Linked DNA regions of Mus musculus: all the other regions are linked to region 1. A link is a contact called in public Hi-C and HiChIP or PLAC-seq data. All regions are on one chromosome and are shown on one strand. Each heading gives the region's core, a stretch centred on a gene start, on an enhancer-like site or on the middle of the called end of the contact. The rest is flanking DNA. Distances are from core to core; before and after follow the strand shown. Region 1 holds the start of Fam241b (family with sequence similarity 241, member B). Region 2 overlaps Tacr2 (tachykinin receptor 2). Region 3 overlaps Col13a1 (collagen, type XIII, alpha 1).

What was found. Hi-C and Micro-C count contacts between places; a contact is called where the count stands out from the background. HiChIP or PLAC-seq counts read pairs in DNA pulled down with a chosen protein or histone mark.
Region 2: a Hi-C map of the N1E-115 cell line shows a contact between it and region 1, with 7 times the contacts expected there. The contact joins the enhancer-like site here to the promoter of Fam241b in region 1. A contact is called at or near these places in 4 of 39 promoter capture datasets (embryonic stem cells, hippocampal neurons and stem cell-derived epiblast-like cells), 2 of 15 datasets of contacts at CTCF or cohesin (both in embryonic stem cells), 71 of 484 Hi-C or Micro-C datasets (the AtT-20 cell line, B cells, the BV-2 cell line and 35 more), 11 of 115 datasets of contacts at active chromatin or transcription factors (bone marrow-derived dendritic cells, embryonic basal ganglia, embryonic stem cells and 2 more) and 4 of 9 other capture datasets (adipose tissue, embryonic stem cells, liver and 1 more).
Region 3: an H3K4me3 HiChIP or PLAC-seq map of embryonic midbrain shows a contact between it and region 1, with 2.6 times the contacts expected there. The contact joins the enhancer-like site here to the promoter of Fam241b in region 1. A contact is called at or near these places in 10 of 39 promoter capture datasets (cancer-associated fibroblasts, cranial neural crest, embryonic stem cells and 4 more), 1 of 15 datasets of contacts at CTCF or cohesin (embryonic stem cells), 55 of 484 Hi-C or Micro-C datasets (the AtT-20 cell line, CD8 T cells, DN3 thymocytes and 30 more), 18 of 115 datasets of contacts at active chromatin or transcription factors (craniofacial prominence, embryonic basal ganglia, embryonic forebrain and 8 more) and 4 of 9 other capture datasets (adipose tissue, embryonic stem cells, liver and 1 more).

Annotation. Positions count from the first base shown.
Region 1 is chr10:62,109,640-62,112,543 of GRCm38.p6, forward strand. Fam241b (family with sequence similarity 241, member B) reads right to left here and starts at 1,411. Exons shown (of 4, transcript NM_027251.4): 1 at 1,320-1,411; 2 at 597-675; 3 at 245-373. The coding sequence starts at 337.
Region 2 is chr10:62,259,824-62,262,727 of GRCm38.p6, forward strand. Tacr2 (tachykinin receptor 2) reads left to right here. Exons shown (of 5, transcript NM_009314.4): 3 at 1,349-1,502; 4 at 1,661-1,857. Among named protein-coding and RNA genes, the nearest start is that of Tacr2, 8.8 kb to the left of the region's middle. Within about 2 kb of position 1,493, at least 18 of the 459 cell types and tissues checked have an H3K27ac peak or open chromatin away from gene starts, as enhancers often do. A contact at or near this core is called in the AtT-20 cell line, CD8 T cells, the N1E-115 cell line and 1 more, where this site is marked.
Region 3 is chr10:61,964,197-61,967,100 of GRCm38.p6, forward strand. The region is part of intron 1 of Col13a1 (collagen, type XIII, alpha 1); the gene reads right to left. Among named protein-coding and RNA genes, the nearest start is that of Col13a1, 13 kb to the right of the region's middle. Within about 2 kb of position 1,540, at least 23 of the 459 cell types and tissues checked have an H3K27ac peak or open chromatin away from gene starts, as enhancers often do. A contact at or near this core is called in the AtT-20 cell line, cerebellum and myocytes, where this site is marked.

The DNA of each region.
Region 1 (2,904 bases), core at 161-2,660:
GGGTCCCCTGAGACCATCAGAAAACACAGGTATTTGCATTACGATTCTTAACAGTAGCAAAACTGGAGTTACAAAGGAGCAAAGGAAATAATGTTATGGTTGGGGATCTGCACGGCATGAGGAGCTGTGTTAAAGGGCCATGGAGTTAGGAAGGTTGAGAGTCGCGGCTGTAGAAGGTAAGCAGGGCGCTGGAGACTGGGAATTGGGGCCAGCTGCTACACTTCTCTTCAGGATGGCTGCCTACCTGCTGAGAGCTGCTACTTCTGTGCTGGGTGGTCGTCCTCACTCGTGGGTCATCATCCTGAACGATCTCCCCATTGGCCAAGATCCTCACCATTCTCCCTGGACGCTGGGAATTTCTGCTGCGCTGTACCTGCCAATAAATGCATGCCCTTCGATTGATCGTCTAGGGGGCAGATCTTTCCCCTGACCTCAACGGGCCCGCTACAGATAATTGAGAGATTGTTTTTCGGTGGTGATCATATGGTGGCCCACCCTTAGCAGGTGCTTGTCCTATTAACCAAAAGAGGTGGAAAAAATGCAAGGGAGGAAGAGAGGGAGGGTGGGTCCCAGGGCCCTGTCCAAGTGACGCACACCTGTAATCAACACCAGAACTCCAAGGAGGTACAGGCTGGAAGGTCAGGGGTTAAAGGCCAGCTTCTGCTAAGTGAAACCCTGTCTCAAAAAAGAAACAAACAGGAAGGCAGTGTTTTGTATGCTAACGTTAAAACAACAACAACAACAACAAAACCAACCAACAAACAAAACAAACAAACAAAACAAAACAAACAAACAAAAAAAACAGGGTTAGGGTGCGGTTCCTAAGCACTGCCAAAAAGAGCAGGCGCTAATAATCTACGTAGATCCTCTTAGGTCTCCACCCAGGTGGCAGAACCTGGGGACATCACGCTGGGGAGGGTGTACCTGCGCTGCGGAGGGCACGCCCCCTGCCCCTCACCTGCAGGGAACACCCAGGTAAAGGACGAAGTCCAACCTCCCACCACAAGGTGTGTGAGCTGCAGCTGCGGCTCTGGGGGACCCCAGCTTTGCAGCCCCTAAGGGTGACGATAGGCCCGGCACTGTCACCCGAGGAGCGCCTCCGTGTTCATCTCAACCCGCCGGGGCACCGAGGCAGGTTGGGCCCGGGGAGGAGCACAGCGTGGAGCGGGCAGGGTCGCGGTTCTGCGCGACGTCCCGTGCTTTGTCATCCCGCAGGCTGGCCCACCCGCGCCGCTGCAGCGCCTCGGTCAGGCGTGGCTCCAGGCCCCGCAGCGGTGGGAAGGGGTGCGGATCCGGGACCCGGCGCGAACACCACCCACCTGCGCGCACGGTTCCCGGGGCTCGGCGTCCACGGGCGGCCGTTTCCTCCCACCTGACCTCACAGGAAGCGCGCACCGCAGGGGCGAGGCCCGGCTCGGGGCCCCCTCTGCCGGCTGCCGGGGTAACTGCAGCTGCGCATCGGGACTGGAGGAGAAGGGAGGGGAAGGAGGGAGAAGGGAGGACAAGGAGCAGCTAGATTGGGGAGGAAGGACTATCGGGAAGAGATGAGGAGGCTGAGAAGGATTGGGATGGGGAATGTGGGTGAATACATGATGGGGAAGAGGACCAGGGAAGAGGGGATCACATAAAAGCCCAGGACCCGGGATGCCTGGGTTGGGAGAAGAGAAGTAGGCAGAAGGTGAGCCCACTTGTAAACACAAGTCTGCTCAGATCTGCCCAGCTAACTCTGCCTGTTCCACTTGAGAAGGACCCAGCCCCGCCCCTCAGGAGCTCCAAGCTCCTTGGGGACCGAAGAGGTATGAATCACTGGCATGTTCGCTCAGTTTGCAGCATGCTTCCCTCAGAGCGGGTTGGGGGCGGGATCACCAGATTAATTCTTGGTCTCTAGTGAGTCCAGGTGTAGTGGGGAGGAGAAAGGATGGATAGACAGCCTGAAAAGGCAGAGTCAGAGAAGAGACAGGGGACTGGAGGGAAAGTGTGAGACAGGACAGAGAGACTGATAGATGGTTGAGCTTCACAGCCTGATGACTTGAGTTGGATCCCTGGAACCTGCGTGGAGGAAGCAGGGACCTCACTCCCTTTACAACCCTCTGACACTGTTCCGGTAGGAATCCTGAGAGAGTTTTGCAGCCTCACGGAGTGGGAATCTAGGTCAGGCATCTCTGGCGTTGGCTCTGGCTCAAGCCAAGCATCTATCACCTAGAACCACCCAAGAAGAGAGTCTCCTTAAGGTTTGATTTAGATCTGGTTGGCCTTGGTGCTTGTCTGTAAAGAATTGTCCTATTAATTGACCAAGCCCATTGAGGGTGGCACCATTCCCTAGGCTGGACCCTGAGCTATGTAAGAGTAAAGAAAACCAGTGGGGAAGTGAGCAGCCAGCGTTGGTGCCCCGGTTTCTCTCTGCTCTTGATTGGATGTGATGTGATTACTATTTAAGTTTCTGAAGTGACTTCCCCTGAACTGCAATATGGAATTGTTAACCAAAATAAAGCCTTTCCTATAGCCCTAAGTAAATTTTCAGTGAGAGTATTTTACCGTAGAAACAAAAACAAAACAGATAGCCAACAACAACAAATCTGACATCTGGAAGACAGAAAGAGTATAGGAGTATCTGCAAATGAATAATATAAGCAACCAAGTTAAAACATAGGTGAAAGATTTCATCAGGCATATTATAAAAGAAATCTAAATGGCCAGTGAATCTTAAATCTGTGCTCAATGTTACAATTTGGGAACCTTATGAATCATTGGATGGACTGGGAGGAGGAAACGTAATGATACCACATCCTTGATGCTGGGCAGTGAAGTGTGTTCCTATATGCTGCCAGTGGGTGTGTGAATCAATGCACACCACTCGGGAGAACCAAGACGAGCTGTGTGGAAATTGTGCGAGGATTTGGTTGT
Region 2 (2,904 bases), core at 243-2,742, 150 kb after region 1:
TGTTCCAAGGACTCCCCCTTCCCACCTCAGAAGGCCTGCCTGGAAGACAGAAGGAAGCTTGTGGCTTTTCCAGGAGGCCATGGCACCCTCAGAAATGGAGCCAGTGGCGTGCCTCCTGTGTAGTGTCTTCCTCAAAGGAAACAATGAGCATCAATGCAACCCAGTGTATTGGGTCTCAGCAGGCGCAGTGGTGTGTGCGCCTTGCTCAAAGGTATTTGATGGCACAGCCACGTACCCGGTGGTGTTTAGAGGAAAGAAGCAGGGGACATGAGAGCTATCAGTGTGGCTTCTCCACTGTCCTTCTCTAGCTAAGGCCTTTTCTTAGTGTGGCTCCTGCAATTCTATATGTATAATATCATATATGCCCTACCTACTAAATATAAGAATATATTCATGTGCACACATATCCATTCCTGCACACACAACATACCAATGCACAGAGATGATTCTGGGAGGAAACATACACTGTGAACAGTGACAGGAGTGTTAACCTTTGTGCTTAATGATGTTTATCAGAAACAAGGTCTTAGTATCCCAGGCTGGCCTCTAATTCATTGTGTATGGAGGATTAACAGTGAACATCCTACCCTCCTGCTTCCATACTTGGACTGTTGGGATCACAGGCATGTGCCACCATATATATATATATACACACACATACGTATATATACATACATATATATGTATATATACATATATATATACTAAAAATGAGTATATATAAATATATATACTAAATGAGTATATATACTAAAAATTAAAAATGAAATTTAGTATATATACATACATATATATACATATACACATATACATGTGTATGAATACATTTACTATATATATATGTGTGTATGAATATAATATATTACATATATACTAAATATATATCTATATAGTAAATACATACACACACACACACACACACATATATATAGTAAATGTTTCTTTTTATAAAAACATGAGACGGACAGAGCTGTGTACATGCCATGCACCTTCTGATCTACATGTGGCTTCCAAGGATCCAACTCAGGTCCAACTCAGCCCCGATCCCCACTGTCTCACTGATGCTGGCGTTATATTTTATATGTTAAACAAACATAACATTTGGTTAGCTTTCCCCCTTTTTAGCCTTTTCCATACCACAGAAGAACTGGCTGATGCTGGTTAATTTTTGCGAGGAAAGCCCAGCATTAACAAATATGCTAGGAAATGTTGCCTTAATTTTTCTTTAAACCGAACTCCAGGGTGGGGCTGCAAGGTGTTTGTGTGGGGTTCAGGGACCTTAATCCCGAGTGAGCATTGGTGGATCTGGCCACCCACTGCCCAGCCAGCTCCCCGGCTTTCCCTGCAGGTATCATCTGGTGGTGTTTGTCCTCATCTACTTCCTGCCTCTAGTGGTGATGTTTGCAGCTTACAGTGTCATTGGCCTCACACTGTGGAAACGCGCCGTACCCAGACACCAGGCTCATGGAGCTAACCTGCGCCATCTACAGGCCAAGAAGAAGGTGGGAAGCCGGAGGAGGGTCGGGGGTGGAGCGGGGTGGAGGTGCAGGAATCTGCTTCAGGGAGCCATTAGAACCCAAAACCCACCCGCTAGGGGGTGCTAGGGAGCTAGGCTTGAGACTCAGATGCCAAGTACTGACCCGCGTCTCTCCCTGACCAGTTTGTGAAGGCCATGGTACTGGTGGTGGTGACATTTGCCATCTGCTGGCTGCCCTACCACCTCTACTTCATCCTGGGGACCTTCCAAGAGGACATCTACTACCGCAAGTTTATCCAGCAGGTCTACCTGGCACTCTTCTGGCTGGCCATGAGCTCCACCATGTACAACCCCATCATTTATTGCTGCCTTAACCACAGGTGAGCCCCACCCTGGCTCCGCTCTCCGACCACAGGGGAGGGACTGGAGTAGCTCCTCCCAGAGGCTGGAGCTGCCCGGGACTCCCACAGTATCACCCTCCTGTGGCCCGGATCTAGCCTGGGCCCCATCTCCTTCCCAAAGCCTTGTCCTTTGCTGAGCCATAATGCCTATGTCTGTCCTTGTCTCTTCCGGGGTCTGCATCGGGGGCAAGGGAGAAGGCAGAAAGGCAGGATCAGAGAGATGGAGGGAAGGAGACAGTAGGGAGAGGCAGAAGAGCTGAATGGGAGGGAGAAAGCTGAAATGGGTAAGACTATCTCTGAGATGGCTTTTTCTTCTTTTTTATGGGATGTGTGTGTGTGTGTGTGTGTGTGTGTGTGTGTGTGTGTGTGTGTGTGCATGTGTGCAAATGAGTGTGTGCCACAGCACATGGGTGGGGGTCAGAGGACAATTTGTAGCAGTTGTCTCTCTCTTTCTACCATGTAGGTCTCTGAGATAGAACTTGGGTTGCCAGGCTTGTAGCAAATGCCTTTTCCCACTACGCCATCCCACCGGCTCAAAAGAGCTGCCATTTAAAAGTGCTTCTTCCTAAGGATGTGACTGATCTGGGTGGGCAGGTGTCTAAAGAGGCTGAGGGCAGGGTTGGGGCAGATTTGGGGCAGGGCTGGGGGGCAGGACTGAGGGCGGGGCTGGGGCGGAACTGAGGGCGGGGCTAGGGGCAGGGTTAGGGGCTGGCAGTGTGCTTCTTGCCTCACCGCCCCCACCCTCCCCCACGCTCCCCCAGGATGTGACCAGTGGAGGAAGGGCTGGGCTCTGGCTGCTGGCTCTGGTGCTTCTGGGGTCCTGGAGTCTGGGGATATGCTGGCACCAGCTCTGGGACTCTTGATTAAGGAAGAGGTGGTGAGCCAGGCAGAATCCAAGTCCCAGGATCCTTGTGCTCAGAGTGAGCCTTTCGGCCTGGGGTGGGAGCAGATGAGAGGTCACGAGAGGGAGACACTGAGTCAGCTGCAGTCCAATGGGTGTGAGCAGTACTGAGGATGGGACCTCTT
Region 3 (2,904 bases), core at 290-2,789, 150 kb before region 1:
TGAGGCTCCTCCCTCTCTGATGACTCTCGTTTGTGTCAAGTGGACGCACAAAACCAGCCAGTTCAGCTGGCTACCTTTCATCTCTTCCCACCTGGCAGAGGATTTCCTTCCAGTGGCTGATCAGTCCTCTGGTGGTCAGTCCTTGTCCTCCTGACCCGGGACAGTATTTACACACTTCTCTGTGTGCTTTCTGCACTTGTCTCCCAGGAAGCCATGCTTTCTACAATTCCTATTCTTCTACTCTGGCCATTCCCTCTCTTTCTCCTTTGCCAGTCTTGTCAGCTCACTACCTAAATGCCGCAGCCCATAGGGCCATGGCCCAGGGCCTGACCTCTGTCTTCTATCCACTGGCTCTCCAAGACCTTGCATAGTCTAAGGTCTTCAATATTGTCTATGAGTGCCTTAGCGAGTGTTCTATTGCTGTGAAGAGACACTATGGCCAAAGCAACTCTAATAAAATAATTTCATCGGGGGCTTGCTTAGAGTTTCAGAAGCTTAATCCATTATCATCCTGTCAGGAAGCATGGAGGCAAGCAGACTTGGTGCTGGAGAAGTAGTTGAGAGTTACATCCTGATCCGAAAGCCTTGTAGACACCGAGCATCAGAGCCCTTTCCCCAACCCCGGCGCCAACACTGGCTCCAGACACAACTGGGGCACAGTGACCTTGATATCCTACTGCCTGAGTGCACCCTACATCCAACCTGGACCCAGCAGCCCCATTCTCAACCATTGCTGGAGCCACCATCTCTCCAGACTTTCCCCTACCCCAGGGCCTTTGCACTAGCGATTGCTCCCTTTCTAGAATGTTCTTTTTCTAGCTGTCCACCTGGCCTGCTACTAATGAGACCCTCCTTGCTTCCTGTCCCTTTCCCTACTTCATTTTCTCCTTTACATTTTCCTCTCTCTCCTTTATTGCCTCCCCTTTGCTAACAGAAGGTAAATTCCACAGGAAGATCAGCCATATGTTGTGTCCCTCATCATCGAGTGCCCAGAGCATACAATAGCGCCTGACATTCAGTAACCCCCAGCTATTTACAAATCAGACGTCACAGTAAGGCCCTGTTGCGGTGGGCTGTGACTCACTCAGCCAGGTGCTGTGTGCTGGCCAACCCCTCTCAGATGGGAATGAGTGACCCAGGTCACCAAGGCACACCCTCCGAGTGGCCAGCATTGGTTGCTTAACCCCCTAGCTCTGGCCTCTTAGGTATCAGAGTTGGAGTAGTGAGAGACTCCAGACTAAGGCTAGAGGTGGGTGGAGCACTCTACAGTCTTGGTTGGGGGGTGGACTCCGGCACTCTACACAGAGGGGGCCCTTCTGCTGTCTTGGCTAGCAGCCAGGGCCTCCTGGAATGCCCTGTGTGGCCAGCGCTGAAACACCACCGGCCTGATGGGTCACAGCTATTAAAACGCCGGTGTCAGTATCAAAGGGAAGATGCCAGGCAGCCACTCGCTTCCCCAGAGCCCCAGCTTGGGCTTAGGGGCCAGTCACTCCCTGTGCCCTAGCTCAGGACTCTTAAAGGGACCAGGCGCCTGCCCAACCCAGGCATCTGTCACACATGAATCCAGATGGCAGCAGAGGGGAGTGAGGCCAGAGGCCCAGTGTGACTGTCACTCCAGCCAGGGTCTGCCCTCAGGCAGAGGCTGCAAAATAAGATGTTGCCTGCTGTCAACCGTCCAGGTTCAGAGGTAGAGAGTACAGCAAAACAGCAAATATCAGGGATAATTGCCAGTAGGCGAGAGTGACACCTTCCTGGGTTGGGCTGTGGCTCAGTGGCATAACGTGTTTGCCTGGGGTATGCATGAGGTTGTGGCTTAAATCCTCTGCACTAGAAAGAAAAATTATAAAGCTAGGTAGAGTAGGAGTATGTTTATAATCCCAGCACACAGAAGGTAGAGGCAGGAGGATCACTGCAACTTGGAGGCTAGCCTGGGCTACAAGATGAGACTGTCCCCCCACAAGATGCCACCAAAACAACAAAACAAAGTGGGTGGGGTATAGCTTCATTAGCAAAGCTCTAATGTGTACACTGTTACATGGTACATGTACACATAGTAGGCATGTTCAGAACCCTGGGTTAAATCTCCAGTAGACAACAAATTGGGTACAGTGGTCCACACCTGTAACCCAAACATTCAGAAGGCAATAGGATTGGGAGTTCAAGATCATTCGCAGCTGCATACCAAGTGTGAAGATAACCTGAGCTACATGAAACCCTGCCTCAAGAATGTTTTAGAACGCCAGGCAGTGGTGGCGCACACCTTTAACCCCAGCACTTGGGAGGCAGAGGCAGGCGGATTTCTGAGTTCGAGGCCAGCCTGGTCTACAGAGTGAGTTCCAGGACAGCCAGGGCTACACAGAGAAACCCTGTCTCAAAACAAAACAAGGGCTGGTGAGATGGCTCAGTAGGTAAGAGCACCCGACTGCTCTTCCGAAGGTCCAGAGTTCAAATCCCAGCAACCACATGGTGGCTCACAACCATCCCTAACGAGATCTGACTCCCTCTTCTGGAGTGTCTGAAGACAGCTACAGTGTACTTACATATAATCAATAAATAAATCTTTAAAAAAAACAAAACAAAACAAAACAAAACAAAACAAAAAGAAAGAAAAGTATTTTAGGCCAGGCTTGGTGACACATGTCTTTAATCCCAGTACACAGGACAAGGAACCAGGTGGTCTCTGTGATTTCAAGGCTAACCTGGTCTACAAAGCAAGTTCCAGGTCATATTTATTTATTTATTTACTTATTTATTTATATTTTTTGAAACAGGGCTTTTCTGTGTAGCCTTAGCTGCCCTGGAACTTACTCTAGACCAGGCTAGCCTCAAACTAATAGAGATCCACCTGCCTCTGCCACCTAAGTGTTGGGATTAAAGGCATTCACCACCACCACCTGGCTGAAT